2 separate regions of the Anas platyrhynchos genome follow, and region 1 is linked to region 2. A link is a contact called in public Hi-C data. All regions are on one chromosome and are shown on one strand. The core of a region is the stretch at or near the end of the contact, and the rest is flanking DNA. Distances in the headings are between cores, read along the strand shown. Region 1 overlaps RGS9 (regulator of G protein signaling 9). Region 2 holds the start of ARSG (arylsulfatase G).

The links. A called contact is a pair of places that touch in the nucleus more often than the background predicts.
Region 1: a Hi-C map of subcutaneous adipose tissue shows a contact between it and region 2, with 4 times the contacts expected there. The contact joins the enhancer-like site here to the promoter of ARSG in region 2. A contact is called at or near these places in 4 of 8 Hi-C or Micro-C datasets (F1 follicle, liver, skeletal muscle and 1 more).

Annotation. Positions count from the first base shown.
Region 1 is chr19:2,954,757-2,959,266 of IASCAAS_PekinDuck_T2T, forward strand. RGS9 (regulator of G protein signaling 9) reads left to right here. Exons shown (of 21, transcript XM_072025895.1): 12 at 2,106-2,135; 13 at 2,771-2,832. Among named protein-coding and RNA genes, the nearest start is that of RGS9, 19 kb to the left of the region's middle. Within about 2 kb of position 2,930, at least 1 of the 8 cell types and tissues checked has an H3K27ac peak or open chromatin away from gene starts, as enhancers often do.
Region 2 is chr19:2,895,378-2,899,810 of IASCAAS_PekinDuck_T2T, forward strand. ARSG (arylsulfatase G) reads right to left here and starts at 2,154. Exons shown (of 15, transcript XM_038165202.2): 1 at 1,604-2,154; 2 at 1,130-1,304; 3 at 96-221.

The sequences.
Region 1 (4,510 bases), core at 1,680-4,179, 60 kb after region 2:
GACAGAGAATAGCCAGGGTCACGGTACCAGCAGCAAAGCTGGAAACGCTGCTGTGGGGAGCACTGTGGGAGGAAGGAAAATGAAATGATGTGCAGCCATGGGGTGAGAGCTGAGATCCTTCCCAGTTGCTATTGGTTTCAGAACTGGAGAGGGCTGAGCACAGCCAGCGCCTGCAGTCATCGGTGGGGTGATGGATGCTGTGCTCCGTGCTGGGTTCCTGTTTGAGTCCTCTCCAGTTCAATTTGTGACAACTGAGCCATGCTCAGCCCTTCTCATGCCATAGCCCCATTTTCTGTGCAGTCCCCACTCAGGAGCACCCCACCAAAGCCCCCCAGCTTCCCAGGCTGTCCAGCTCCTACCTGCTGCAGCAGGAGGGGGTCCTTGGTGTAGGATGCACCTACAAAAAATCTTTCCCTGTATGCAGATGTCTCATTAGCTTTTATTTTTTTTTTACATATGTACATATAACTTCTCTTCAGTGCTGGTGGTTTAATTTATTTCTGGCTCTGTGTAACGCTTAACTTACTGGGTTCTCTTTCTCTTTCCCCACAGCTATTTGTCTCGGGTGTGTGTGGTGTGCTGCGTGACTCTGAGACCCCTGTAGAAGACAAACCCAACCTAACAGCCTCGTGAGCTGCTGGCCAGCCGTTAGCCAGCATCCACCTCCTCACCCCTGCACCGCGCCTGCCCAAGGCACCCACCTGACAAAGCAGAAGAAGATATGAGGGGCCTTTTAAAATCCTCTAATGGTTTTGACCTCTTGGTTTTCCTAAAGTAAATGCCCCAGCCACTCTTAAGTTTCCTCAAACGGAACAGGTCAGCTGGCACTTTGGAAATCTGATGGGGCCTCACTTGTGTCTCAGGTTCCCCAAGCAGACAGTGAGCTCCTCTTGTGCAGGAATTAGGTGACCTGAAACAGAAAGTTCTCTAAAGAGGGCGTTTCTAGGACAGTGACTGCAGCTTGTTTCTCTGTGCAAGCAGGTGGCGAGGCTTTTTGGGGTTTGTTTTTTTTTTATTTTGACTTCCATTTCTACAGCATATCTGAAACAATAATGCTGCTGTAGAAATGGGGGGGAAGAAGAGGTGCCCGCACAAGAGCTTTCCTGGCGTCAGGGGTGCAGCTAAGCCGAGAAGGGTGAAAAGCTGCTCTGTAATCCTTGTGCCTTCCAGTTCTGAGGCTGTACGGCCTCTGTGGCCAACGATCCTGTTGTTGACCAAGAGCTTTGTACCCCGTTGATGTGTCAACCCCAAAAGGGGCAGCTCCGTGTGCAGGTTCCCTGCTGGGAAGGTGGGAGACGCAGGCTGCCTCTGGCATTTGCTGCCAGATGTTTCCTTCCTCACCACTCACAAACACTGTGCTTCCACCAGGCACTCTGCAGCCTGGTGTCTGCCACGGGGTTAATTGGCTGGGGTGATTCTGGGCCGCAGATTAGCTGCAGGACTCTTGTTGGCTAAAATGGGAGATGCAGAACTGAAAGGCTGCAGAAGCCTTTAAAGGCTGGCTGGGAGCATCACCGACTGAGCCTGTCTTTCGCTCTCCTTCCTCAAGTTTATTTCCCACAAAGTAACTGTGCTTCAAAGGAAGCTGGGTGAATAAACACCCTGCAGTTAATTTCTTGCCTTCAATTGCTTGCTCATTTGTGGATGACATCTAACACAGTCTGCGTTCCTCAAATCCCGACGTAAGCACCCCTTGCGCAGCAGATACTGCATCTGAGGCTTTTAATTGTGGTGTTTGTATTTTGCAATGTGTTGGTTCCTGTCTCCTTTAGCGAATATTGAATGATCTAATCTGTGTCTCGTAAACGAATCTATTTTAGCTACATTAGAATACCCCCTTAATTGAAGGCACACAGGCAGGCTGTGATGGAAGAAGCAACACTAAATAGTAAATAGAGCTAATGGCACGATTTACGGTGTGTGGATGCTCTTAGCTTTGATGATACCCTGATTAGCTGAGCTGCTGTGTTTGATTTTAATTGTAATGAGAATTAATTGGAGAGCACTGCACAAGAGCAGCCCCGCAACAGTGTTTTCATGTTTCAAAAAAAGGTGAGTGCAAGCACCCACCCCAATTTAATGGTTTTTGTTTCTTTATGTTACAGAAAAAAACAATGGATGTTTATAGGAGAGAGGTAACTAACCATTCCCTTATTTCTACACGTTCAGCCTGTATGTATTGCTTATTTCAGTATTGTGTGAGGGACCAAAGCCCCCTTTGCAGGGGATAAACTCTTTTTAAAAATGCCTGGGTTTGGCTGTCAGAGTCTCTGAGCTATGAAGCTTCCAGTCAATATGTTTTCAGGACGTTTTCTCCCACTACAGGCAGCCAGCAGCTCTCCCAGCGATGGGAAGGCTCAGCAAGAGCTGATAGCGGGGCTGAAATCCAATCGATCAAAATTAGTGGTGGGGAAATCATGGGAGCTACATCCAGCGGCGCCAGCATAGAGACAGCCAAGGATCAATGATAATTACATGCTAAATCATCCAGAGCGTTTCTAGGTGCCCAGAATGGTAGCTATTACCCAATTTTTATATAGCATGGAGAGTGGTTTTAATTACTTGCACATTGCAAAATGCTCTGGTGATATTTGCAATAAGCTCGGTGCAAATAGCCCCTTTGCTGTGAGAGCTGAGGGATTCTGTGATTCCGTGGGCATCCAGTGGGTTACTGGGAGGATGCCCTCCCCCAGCACTCAGGTTCGGATGGAGCTGGCCTCGTCTTCACATCTCCCTGCTCCTAACCACGGCTGTTTCTGATCCCTCTCAGATCATGTACTATCAGCAGGCCATCATGAAGTCCAGAGTGAAATCTTCCGTCTCCCTTGGAGGGTAAGTCCTGATTTCTTTCTGTCCACACCTTAATTAGGCTCCGGCGCTCATCTCTAGCGAGATGATTCAGCTCTGTTCTGGCAGCCAGTGACTCACCGGGGGAATCGATCCGGTGGCCACGCTCAGTGCTGTCTGCGTCCTGCCTGTCTGCGCCCGAAGGCACGAGGCAGAGGGGGGGCAGAGCCCCAGTCACGATGAAGAGCCCCTTGCAGCTAAGGGAGCTTTACTACAACCACCTGCAGAGCAGCTTCAGCCTCTCAGCTGAGCTCTCCTTTGAAATTGGCTCTGCAGGCTGGAAAAGCAGCTCTGGAGGCTGGCCTGCTGAGGTGCAGCCCTATGTCCTGTGCCTGTTCTGTGTGGGATGAGAAAGCAGGGAGACAGATCGACCCTCCTGGCCCCAGGATTCAGCCCCAGGGAGTGTTCCTGCTCAAAAGGTATCGCCCTCAGAAGGCAGCAGGGCTGGGGGAGTCTCTGATTAGTCTGCATTATGAAGGAACACACTTTCCTCCCCAGGAAAAGTCCAAGCAATTAATTAGCAAGTCCTCTTCTCAGTGGGAGTGTTTCCTGATCAGGTTTTTGATGAAGCCAATTAAGTGCAAAGCTCCCAGTCCTAGCGTTAGCTGCTGCTGCATTTGCCACGGGTGTTTCTTACCTGGAATCGTGTGTGCTGGGCAGCTCCCTGGAGGTGCAGTCCACATCCCCAGGCTGTTTCACATAGTCCTTGCCATCTAGTGTTTCCTATAAAACCTGAGATAAACACGATGCTCAGGCCTGTTAGACAGAAGATGAACGAAATTGGAGGAAGAGCCCAGGAAGCTGTACCATCTCCTGAGAACCACAGCTTGCAAGGCACCAGCAGCTCTGTTTCTTCACCTGTCACTGACTGCCTGGTTGCATGAAGTGCTCCTTGCCTCAATTTTCCAACCTGTGAGCTGGAGCTGGGGGCACCTGTCTGCCTTTAGGATTTTTGCAGTGCTTAACTGTTTGGCACAAACATTTTTTACACAATACTCCTTGTCTTATGATGGATAATACCCAGTGTCTGGATCAAAAACTCCTTAGAAAAGTTGGATCCCCACCTTGAGCTATGGGATTTGCTCCAAATCAAATTATTATTGATGAGGGTAAGATCAGCGAGTAGATAATATGCATGCATCAGAGCATTGCATTGATTTAGGAGGAGCTGCAAAGCACTCATCATTCAAAGGACAGAGCAATGTTACCCGAGTTGACAGGTTTAGATTTGCAGCTTGATTAGAATACATGGATCGGATTGAATTATGCAGGTGCTGAATGCCTTGGCATTTCGGATGAGAAGATAGGATCAAGCACTCCTGTGCCAAACCTGCGGTGTGCTTTGTGCAGTCGCATTGTAGAACCGAGGGATCTGTGCCAAGGTGCCTGTTAGCTACGGGCCCTTGGACAGTGCGCTCCCAGCTCTGAGCACATAAAAGCAGCTTGGCCTGGAAGGAGTTTTAAACAGAGAAACCAGAGGAATTTTTTTTCAAGAATGAAAAAGGGAGGAGAAAGCTAAAATTCCAGGACATTAGTGAAATTGGTTGTAATTACCAGTCTCGCCAGCCTAGAAGGTAGGAGAAATGTTTGTCTGGTTCCTGCTAGGGTAGGGAGATTTTTGCTTTGTGCTGAGCCCTCAGACTCATTTGCAGAGGAATGGGCT
Region 2 (4,433 bases), core at 904-3,403:
ACAAGGATCACCAGGTCCAGCTTAAGCTGTTTGTTCACATTTTGAAAGCCATTCAAGTTTTCAAACATACAAAGTTATGCTGTAAGACACGATACCTTTTGTCAAGGAAGCTTGTCCAAAGATGGAATTCCAAGACTCAATCTGGATAAAGCTCTGTCATTGCTATTCCCGCAACACACAAAGCAGCTGTCTTTTCTCCTTCGGGTATTTCAACAGATCCCCTGGGGGAAAAAGAAAAAAATCAATGAAAAGGCTTTTGTCAGGAAAAAAATAAATAACTTTTGTCAGGACAGAAGCAGAAATATATAGAAAAGCTGTGAACATGCAGGATTATTTTTACGTATGTAAATACATGCTGTTGAGCAGGAAAGTCTGAGTATTCAGATACAATAATATTCCAAAGAGAGACTTTTTAAGTGCAAGTCCTCTTTGCAGATTTGGGCCTTCACAAAAATTACCCCTTTAAAAAATTATTTTTTATCTTATTTGGTTCACAGATTGTTGAAATATTATTTTATAAAAGCAGAAAGAAAGGACAGTAAGAAATTTAGATATTTGAATCAATTGCTGATTGCTAGAGGAAAAAAGTCTTCCTAATCCTACAGATGCTAAGTGGACTCAGCAAAATTCCTAACAGACCACATCACAAAAAAATCACCACTTTGGATGATCAAACAGCAAATTTTATTACTGTGGTCCCACAGATTTTTTCTTAGCCTAACCAAGTTTGACAAGAACACAAATCCTACATTATTATGCTCAACAACAGGCAAAACATCCATCTGTCCACAGCATTAATTTAGGGGGTTTATTTCTCATACTCAGTGGCTGACAGAGCATGGACTTCACAGATGTAAAGGAGTAATTCAACCAGCTCACGAAGCATGAGCCTGCTGCTCTTAGATCATCCTGCTGTCTGCAGTGGGACTACTTAAATGAATAAAAGTTACAGAATCTAATAGCTGCAGGAGCTGGGATTTGGGCTTGCAAGACACCAGCCTCTAAACTGTGTTCACACCTATTATCTTCAGTACAAGGCCCTAAGAACAGTCTTTTATCAGACATCTCCCCTCTGATTAGTGACTAACAAAAAGTTCCCTCTGTTCATCAGTTTGTCAGCATTATGTACCTGCAGGAGTCTGTAGGCTACTTGTAGCGTGTTCATCTACTCCAAAAGCACACGCTGTACGTGAAACTGGAACGGGTTCCAGGATTTTCAGTCAGATCTCTGGAGACGGCTTCACAGCACTCCTTCAACCACGTCACATCATCTTCTGTGCTAACTTCTGACTCCTCGAACAAACCTGTAGGAGGGATCCAAAAAAGACAGAAGGTTATTAATTTTCTTGCTGCAGGATAAGCCAACCAACTTGCTTAACAGCTTTTTCCCAGAGCTGTAATACTTATTTCAATTTTTAATGAATTTCGATCCATTTTGTGGCAGAAAAACACACACAGAGCTGTTGCGTAGCATTTGTAACGTGCCTCGACTACACATGCGATCTTTTACAACTCCTGATAATCCCAGGACCTTGTTGCCACCTTAACCCGTAGCTAAAGGATAAAATAACTACGTGCAGTGGTCCAAACTAACGATATTTACCAATAGTTCCTGCAATGCAGGGTATCTCCTGTTGTGACACAGCAGGGCTTTGCTTATTGAAGCCCCGGCTGAAGGAAGAGGCAAACAGGCGTACCAGGCCTTGGCTGATTTTGGATATTTTCAGCCTCTATTTACAACAGGAAGGCGTCTGAGAGGAGGAGCGTACTTTCTCAACACGGTTAATTAAAAAGCGGTGAAAACGAGACAGGAAACATGAATGCGCCGCGATTCCGGGGCCGGCAGCAGGGCGGCCAGGTCAACCCGGCAGGCCGCGGTGCTATCGGAGCCGCCCCCGGGCTCTCGGTGCCGCCGAGCCCCGGTGGGACGGGGCCACCGCCTCGGCCGGGTCCCGGCTCCTCGCAGCGAGGCCTCGGGGCTCGGGGCAGGCCGGAGATCGAGGGCTGAGGCCCGGAGCCTTCCCCCGGCCGCCCTCCGCCCCTTTCTCCTCACGGGGGCGCCGGGCCCGCGGCGGGCGGAGCCGCGGCCGCGGCTGGGACCGGGCCCCCCGTGCCTCAGAGAAGCCCCTGGTCTCGGTCTCCAACCAGCCTAGGGTCGCTTTGGTTCCTCAAATCGATGTCTCCAGGACTGGGGGTGCCCCCTGAGCTGGGCTGGCAGCCCCCAAATCCCCCCCTGAGCAGCCCGTTCACATAGCACAGCACCACATGGGGCACGGTCACCCCTGAGCAGGGCGGATAAAATTAATAAATTTGGTGGCACAAACAGAGCAAATGGTGGCAAGGAGGGTACAACAAAGAGGGCCACACTAAGCACTTTGCAACTTTTTACACCAGAGCTGTGTGGAAACAGCAGCGTGCAAAGGGGAGCTTCATGGGGACCTTCAGAGCATCGCCCTGTCACGGGTGTAGGACTCGTGTAGGACTCGGAGCAATGGGGAAATTAAATGCCATGGCCAAAGAGGCATCCCACAGGGTGTCCCGAGGGAATTGGACCCTACAGGGGCCTGCCTACAACAGGCAGGAGAAGCTTTGCACGGGAACGTTGTGGTGTGAGCTACCCAGGGCTTACTGGGTTTGTAGGCGCACCCTCTCTATTCCCCTGCCAGAAGCAGCTCTTCCCCAGCACGCCTAATAGTCCTTGGGTGTTTTTATTAAAACAACAAACAAACAAAGGTCTGATATTTAACACTTGTGATGTTTTCCGTGTTCAGAAGCTTTAGCAAACATCACGGAGGCCTGTTGGAAGATACTATGTGCAGATGAAGGAAGAGTTTAGCCCACGATACCAAAATATGTCCTTTAATTTTTCCTAATCTTTTTATTGTTCTCTCAAACATTTCAAAAAGATATAAACCAAGACAGTGAAAAGAGATCCCAGGATGCCCAAGAACTGCTTGCCAGTGCCCTGACAGGGATTGAATTTCATACCTCCCCTCGCCTGACTCCTGCGAGCCGTCCCGAAGCAGGATGTTATCTGCTGCGCCCAGAGCCGCTGAGTTAGCACGGCCGCTATATTTAGTGCTCAGACGGTCCTGGAATCCGGTTCCATGCTCGGATCATGGTGCTTCTCCGAGACGATTTTGTCTGCAGTAAACAGCGGCGGTTCAGACGCCGCCGACATCTCAACCTCCATCGTCCTTGTTGCTTTCAGGCCCAGCGAGGCATGAGCCAGTGCTTCCCTGCAGCTGATAGTGAATTGCTTCCAAACACCACCAGTGCTCTGGGCAGAACTGAGAGCAGTAAATAATCTCACTGGTTATTTCAAATAACCTAGCTGCATCTTACTGAATTGCTGTTTCTCGTCCTCACATTTTCAGCTCTGGCCTATTTTTCCTAAGTATTGCCTTAAAAGCTCTTCTCAGGCTGTCTGGGTTTACCCGTGCTGAGCAAGACGATGGAGCAACATTGACGCCTGCACAAACAGAAGTCCTGTCTGAGAGGAAGATGGAGAAAAAAAAATTAGCCCATGAGACAAAAATATGTGATCCAAAGAGCTCCAGCTAAGGAAATGAGGAATTATGGTGGTTTTTTTTTCCTTGCTTTTAAAGATCTGTAAAACGCGGGCTTATTTCCTACACAACTGCCAAGGTCTGGAGCCATTTATTTGCAGTGGCTTGTGACTGTTGAAAAGTGAACATGGAGATGGAAGCAGTGAAATGCTGCCATGAAGCTACTGGAGGATCCTGTATGGAAAATAATTCTTAGCGAGAAGACAGACACAGAATAGAATAGAACCTTTTCTCCAAGGATGCGGAGTGCTCTGCCAAAATTTACATGCTAACATCACACTGCCTACATTTGTTGGGGAAGCACAGCACCCAGGAGGTGATTTCATTTCACCCGAGGTGTCTGAAAGTGCAGTGACAAAGCCTGAGCTGGTCGCTGCCGTGGGGAGAAAGTGGCCCCGCCGGGGAGTGACTGGAGAGCTACCTGGGACATGGCTTCAGGCTGAGAACTGCTCTCTGGAGCTGCTTCTCTTCCTCTAATGATGGAAGCTGGCCCTCGGAGAGGCTGGTCCTCCAAACTGCCTAAATTGGGGCAGTAGCTCTGGGCAGCAAAGCGGTGATTTCCACCACCAAAGGCATAAGCAGAGGTGCGAGGCTGCATTTTCCTCCTGTGCTCTCCTGACTTTGGCATAATCGCAGGCATTTGTCTTGCTGAAAGCAAATGAGACAGGGTATGGAGACAATGAAAATACAGCCTGGCTCCAGCTAAAGGGTTGGCTGTCATCCAGATGCTTTCATATTTGATCCCTGCTTCTGTTAAGAGGGAAATATAAAACATTTTACCTTGCTAGCCTCAGAGAGGAGCTACTTTTGGCGATTAATTTGCATATCAAATGTATAAATACTCTCCCCGTATTTATCCTACTG